2 separate regions of the Pan troglodytes genome follow, and region 2 is linked to region 1. Evidence: chromatin contacts called from public HiChIP or PLAC-seq data. All regions are on one chromosome and are shown on one strand. The core of a region is the stretch at or near the end of the contact, and the rest is flanking DNA. Distances in the headings are between cores, read along the strand shown.

What was found. HiChIP or PLAC-seq counts read pairs in DNA pulled down with a chosen protein or histone mark.
Region 2: a contact with region 1 is called in an H3K4me3 HiChIP or PLAC-seq map of stem cell-derived excitatory neurons, with 5 times the contacts expected there. The contact joins the promoter of BCL9L here to the promoter of DDX6 in region 1. A contact is called at or near these places in 1 of 7 Hi-C or Micro-C datasets (stem cell-derived neural progenitor cells), 1 of 1 datasets of contacts at active chromatin or transcription factors (stem cell-derived excitatory neurons) and 1 of 1 other capture datasets (stem cell-derived neural stem cells).

What each region holds. Positions count from the first base shown.
Region 1 is chr9:120,735,689-120,738,450 of NHGRI_mPanTro3-v2.0_pri, forward strand. It overlaps DDX6 (DEAD-box helicase 6), which reads right to left and starts at 1,412. Exons shown (of 14, transcript XM_054662764.2): 1 at 1,050-1,412.
Region 2 is chr9:120,869,765-120,872,526 of NHGRI_mPanTro3-v2.0_pri, forward strand. It overlaps BCL9L (BCL9 like), which reads right to left and starts at 1,446. Exons shown (of 9, transcript XM_016922105.4): 1 at 755-1,446.

The sequences.
Region 1 (2,762 bases), core at 162-2,661:
CCCTCCAATACAGCATGTCCCTGCCGCCCCCTATAGGGCCGCCTCGTACCCTATAACCTCCACCATCATCCCCCTAAGTCCTTGCCGCCCCCTTCCGCCTCATATTCCCTCATCTTCGATAAAGCTACTCCGAGTACTTAGCCTGTTCCTCCTGCCGACCCTGCTGCGCACCACATTCCTATATTCGCCTCCTCTCAGGCGCTCCCACCCCACACAGCTGCCGACCGCCTTCCTCCCCAGGCCCGGCCAGGCGTTAGGCCTCCGCCCGAGAGTCCCCCAGAGCCGGCCCGGGGGGCTCCCTACAGCCCCCAAAGCACCGCTGACCTCGACCCCACCACCTCACCCCAAGCCTCGCGACTCGGGCCCGTGTCCTACCAACGAGGCCACTCCCGCTCGGCACCCTCGGTCCTTTATTGTTGACTCGAAGCTCCCAAAATGGCGGACGCTCCTTCCTCCTCGGAAACCTCCGCCCGCCCCCACCCAGCCCTCTCGCTACGGCCTCCTCTCGCCCCCGCCCCCGCCCCGCTCCGAGGGGCGCGCAGGCCAGCCGCTCGAGCCGCCGGCTCCCCCGGCTGTCCAGCCCTACCTCCTCCGCTGCCCGCTCTCGTGGCGCCGCCGAAGTCGCCGCCTGGCTGAGCTAACTCGGCTCCTCTGCCCCCTCCCTCGCTCGCCCGTTCGCCCGCCCGCCGCCTCCTCCTCCCTCTTTCCCTGCCTCTCCGCATGGCGGCGACCGCGGCTCCTCCTCCACTCAAGATGGCGAAACCTCGGCCGCCGCGGCTATATTCGCCGCGGCGTCACTGCCTTCCTGGCCTGGTGGTGAGAGGAAGCCGGGCCGCGAAAGCTTCCTGAGGAGAAAATGGAGGGCCCTTCTCTCACACCGACGAGAAAAGTTCGAGGGGGAAATACGAGTTCCTTTTTGAAGGGACAGGACGGCTGCTTTTCCACAGCCGCGACGTGATTGAGAAATGGTGGCTGGCAAGGGTAGCCCTGCCTTCGCCCGTCCAAAGTAAAAATCGGGAGTTGAGACCAGAGGAACATCTCTTTATTACCTGACTAAGGATATGTTTTGAAAACTGGCCCCCGGGCAGCTGCTCGGGGACAGGAAGCTGACCTGACTCCTCCTGCTGGCCGGGGAGGCTGATGCCGGGCCTAAGGGGCCGCGTCCGAGCCTCTCGGGGCGCGCCTCCATGCAGGAAGGCGCGGAACTAGCGGCCCGGAGACGCCGGGCGCGCGTCTGAGTGTGGGGGCCGGAAGGGGGGCCGACCGGGCCCGGAGGCCGCACCAGGCAGGAGGGAGGACTCCAGAGAGCGCGCGGGGGGCGCTGCGCGGTGGGACGGGGCGGGCCTGTAGGGCGCGCCTGGCGGGGGGTAGGCTCCGGGCTTGAGGGTGCGCCTGGCGGGGCTGGTTGTGGGGGAAGGCACCGGGCTTGAGGGTGCACCTGGGCGGGGGAAGTCTCCGGGCATGAGGGCGCGCCTGCGGGTGGTATGGGGGGGTACACCGAGCTTGAGGGTGCGCCCGGGGGGCTCTCATGTGAAGGGTACCAGGCTTGAGGGCGCCCCTGCGGGGGGGCAGAGGCACCGAGCTTGAGGGTGCGCATCGGGGGTCTGCGGGGGGAAGGCACCGGACTTGAGCTGCGCCGGGAGAGGACAGCGGGGGACCGGACTGTGAGGGCGTATCTTGGGGGACCTGTCGGGGAGGAACCGGGAGGTGAAGGCACAACTGGGGGTGAGGCGGGGGCAGGGGCCGGGCTGTGAGAGTGCGACTGAGGGGGATTACTCCGGAGAGCAGGGAGCTGGGGGCGTTGCGCAGGTGGAGTGGGGAGGCCTGGTAGAGAGGGTAGCAAACCGAGAGAGCGCACCGGGGTGGTGGGGGGAGAAGCTGGACTGTAAGGTGAAGAGTTAGTAGGGCGCAACCGTCTTCTCCTGCCCTCGAAGGGCAAGACTGAAGAAAGTAGGGGCGGAGGAGGCCGGGCCCTCCACTAAAGGGAGGGAAGCTAGTGAAGCGTCAGTTATAATAGAAATAGGAATTCAGTAAGGAAATGGAGAAGCTTAAGGCAGAGGGTGACTCTCCTGCCTGACCCTCACTATGAAGATCTTTATGTATGTTCCCATAATTACTTTTCAGATCCCAATGTCTGTGTTTATCCTTGACAGAAATAATAGAACTGCTGTCTTCTTCCAAGTTAAACAAAACTTTGGAGCTAAAAGCTAGCTAGGTCAAGAGAAACAAAATCTAAGTCTCACCCAATTGAGAGACTGAATATACAAAGAATGGCCAAACCTACCCATGACCTCCTACCCAGAAGGGTCAGGACTTGATCTTTAACCGGCAGCTTCCCTATTTCTTGCCCCTGCTTCCAGCTCTGGGCCAATCAGAGAAAGCCAAATGTGCTCCTCACACCAATCGCGTAAGAAGCCCTGCTTCTAGTTAGCCCTCCTCCAACTTCCCGATGCCAACATCCTCCAATCAGAGCCAACCTGAAGTTTCTCCCTTTTTTCAGTATATGTAAAGCTTTTCCACTCCCCTGCTTGCCTATGAGTCTATTAAATCAAGTGATGGGTCGCGGCTGACTCTTGCCAGCTCTGAGTAAATAGCCTATTCTCATTTGGTGGTCGTTATTTCTACACAGCCGGTGGGAAGGTGGTGGAGAATAGTGAAGACTATTCTTAAGGTTAAAAAGAAGGTTCGCCTTACTTTTTTTTTTTTATTTTAAATTTACAGCATGGCGTCTCCAGCCCAGGTTTTAAAATACCTACTAATGT
Region 2 (2,762 bases), core at 196-2,695, 130 kb after region 1:
TCAAGGGACACTATCCTTCTCAGAAGGAGAGAGCAGCCCTCTGTCTCTTCTGAAACCAAATTCCAGCAGCCCTGGAATAGGACCTACCCCAGCGCAACAAGAAGCCTAAGCTCACTTCTCTTCCTACATTCTTCCCCGAGGGTTCCTTTGGATCAAGACAGGGGCCACCTCCCCTTAGCAGCGCAGGGACACCTCCAAGGAACTGTATGACTGCCCCACCCCCCAGCCAAGCCCACATCACTCAGAAGCCTTGGAAGAAGAGACTCCTCAGTCACAGCCCCCGCTACTCACAGGCAGTGCCTGGGAGAAAAGGGTGACCCCCAGCTCTCCCCAGTCCCAACCCACCTCCTTCTGGAGGCTCCTATCAGCCAGAGGAGGAGGGCTGGGGTGCTGAGACCCACGGGGTTGGTGAGCCTGGGAGGGGGACTACATCTCCCAGAAGCCCCCAGGGCAAGGTTCGCTGCTCCAGCTGGCCCAAGGCCGGCCTTGTTCTCTGCGCTAGGGTGGCAGGGTCCCCTGGCTGTCCCTAAGCCCTCCCCACGGTGTTCTGGAGCTGCCAACCTGATTGGGGGCTTAAGAGTAGCCTCCACTGACCCTGGGGGAGTCCCCCACACCTTAAACAGCCTGGGGGTACGTGCCAGAGATCAAGAGACAATCAGACTGTGTTTCCCCTCCCCGATTCAAACTGGATCTCCCTCCTCGCGCCTCTGCTGGCCTGGCATGACTTTCGCCTTGCCCCCAGCCCACCCCTCACCTCAGGCGGATTGGGGGGTCCTCACGCCAGGCCGGAGCTGGACGCCATGACCAGGTCAGGGTCGTTGTGTGGATGGGGGTCCTCCTGCTCGCCAGTTGGAGATGCAGAGGGGGCGGGCAGGCGGTGATCTTTTGATCCTGGACGCCTTGATCTCAATACCAGCCCGGCCCGGGAGAGGCTATCCGGGGATCGCTGGGTGCCTGGGTTCCTGCCTCCCAACCGCGGAGCATGGTCGTGGGCGCCGGGCAGCGGCGGGAGAGCGCGCACACCCGCCGGGGCCGGGGCGCGGGGCCGGGGTCTCGGCCCCGAACCTCAGGGCTCCGGCTCCTGCTCCTGCTCCTCCTCCCTTGCTTGCTTGCTTGCTTGCTTCCTTCCTTCCTTCGCCTCCTCCTTTCACTTTCCCCAAAGCCCGCGGGGATGGCGGGCGCTGGGTGGGGAGGGGGCTGTCTGGGCGCTTATTGTTGGTCGGACGCCGAGGGTCCGGGTCGCAGCCCCCGGGCGGCGCGGCGCCGGGGGACCCAGGCGTGCGGGCGTCCGGCCGGCTGGCTCCGGGCGGCGGCGGTGGTGCAGCGGCCCCGGGTCCGGGGCATGTCCAGCCACTGGCTCCGCCGCGCGCCGCCGCCTCCCCGGGCTCCCCTGCGCTGCCGGAGCCTCGCTTGCCCCTCCACTCGGCTCCACTCCCCAGCCTGAATAAGCATCGGGGCTCTCTGGCTGCCTCCTTCTGCCTTCATACCAGAGCCCGGAGAGGCCCCTGTCAAAATAAGAGCTCCCCCATCTCGCTTGCCTCCTCGCCCAACCCGGCTCCCCCAGCCTCCCAGTGGTCTGACTCGGTAAGGCGCCCGGCCGGCTAGCGGGAGGCAGGTTGGCCCGGGGGCGGGGGGGGGGGGGGGCGGTTTCTGCTCTCCTCCTCACTCCTGAGAACTGGGGAGGAGACGCGCCAACAACATCCCAGGCTAGGGAAAGGTTTGACAAACCTACCTTCCTATCTGCACTGATTGGAAGGAGTGGAAGTTGCCTGGACACACGCGCGCGCGCACACACACACACACAGCACTGGGTCCCCTCTTCGTTTTACCCACCCACATCCATAATGCACTGAGCATCTCTTTATTCATGTCTCTCCTAGTAGACCATGAGGTCCTTGAGGACACAGACTGAGTTTTTTCATCTCAATCCTCAGCAGCACAAAGTGGATGCTAAGAAAATGTTTGTGGAAGTGAAACCTTTGTCTTCTCGAAAGAACTCTCCTAACCTAACCTCAAAGTGCTTCTCTCTCACACACACACACACACACACACACACACACACACACACTCTCACCACCCTATAGGACGATCGAGGCAATGAAAAAGAAAATGTAAAGCCCTTTTTTTTTTTTGAGATGGAGTTTCGCTCTTGTTGCCCAGGCTGGAGTGCAAAGGCGCGGTCTCGGCTCACTGTAACCTCTGCCTCCTGGGTTAAAGCGATTCTCCTGCCTGAGCCTCCCAAGTAGCTGGGATTGCAGGCACCTGCCACCATGCCCGGCTAATGTTGTATTTTTAGTAGAGATAGCGTTTCACCATGTCGGCCAGGCTGGTCTCGAACTACTGACCTCAGGTGATCAGCCTGCCTTGGCCTCCCAAAGTGCTGGGATTACAGGCGTGAGCCACCGCACCCGGCCCAAAGCGCTTTTTAAAAACATTTCACATGTTTCAATGTTCACCACAAACCTGCAAGAAAGAGGTTATGGTCCCATTACAGAGGTGAGGAAATTGAGGTTTGCATTACCTAAGGACTTATCCAGAGCTACCCAGCTAGAAAGTGGTAAGCCCAGGACTAGAATTTGGGTCTCCTTATCCCAGGGCACTTTCCCTGTTTCCTACTGTCCCCACCCACCCAGAATTAATAGCAAGTGACAAGCATTGACTGTGTCTGATAGGAAGAACACTAGCCAGCCTGCTTGTTCCTGCTGTTTCCTCGGCCCTCTCCCCTGCCCCTCCTCACAGATGGTCCCCAGATAGTTCTAGCC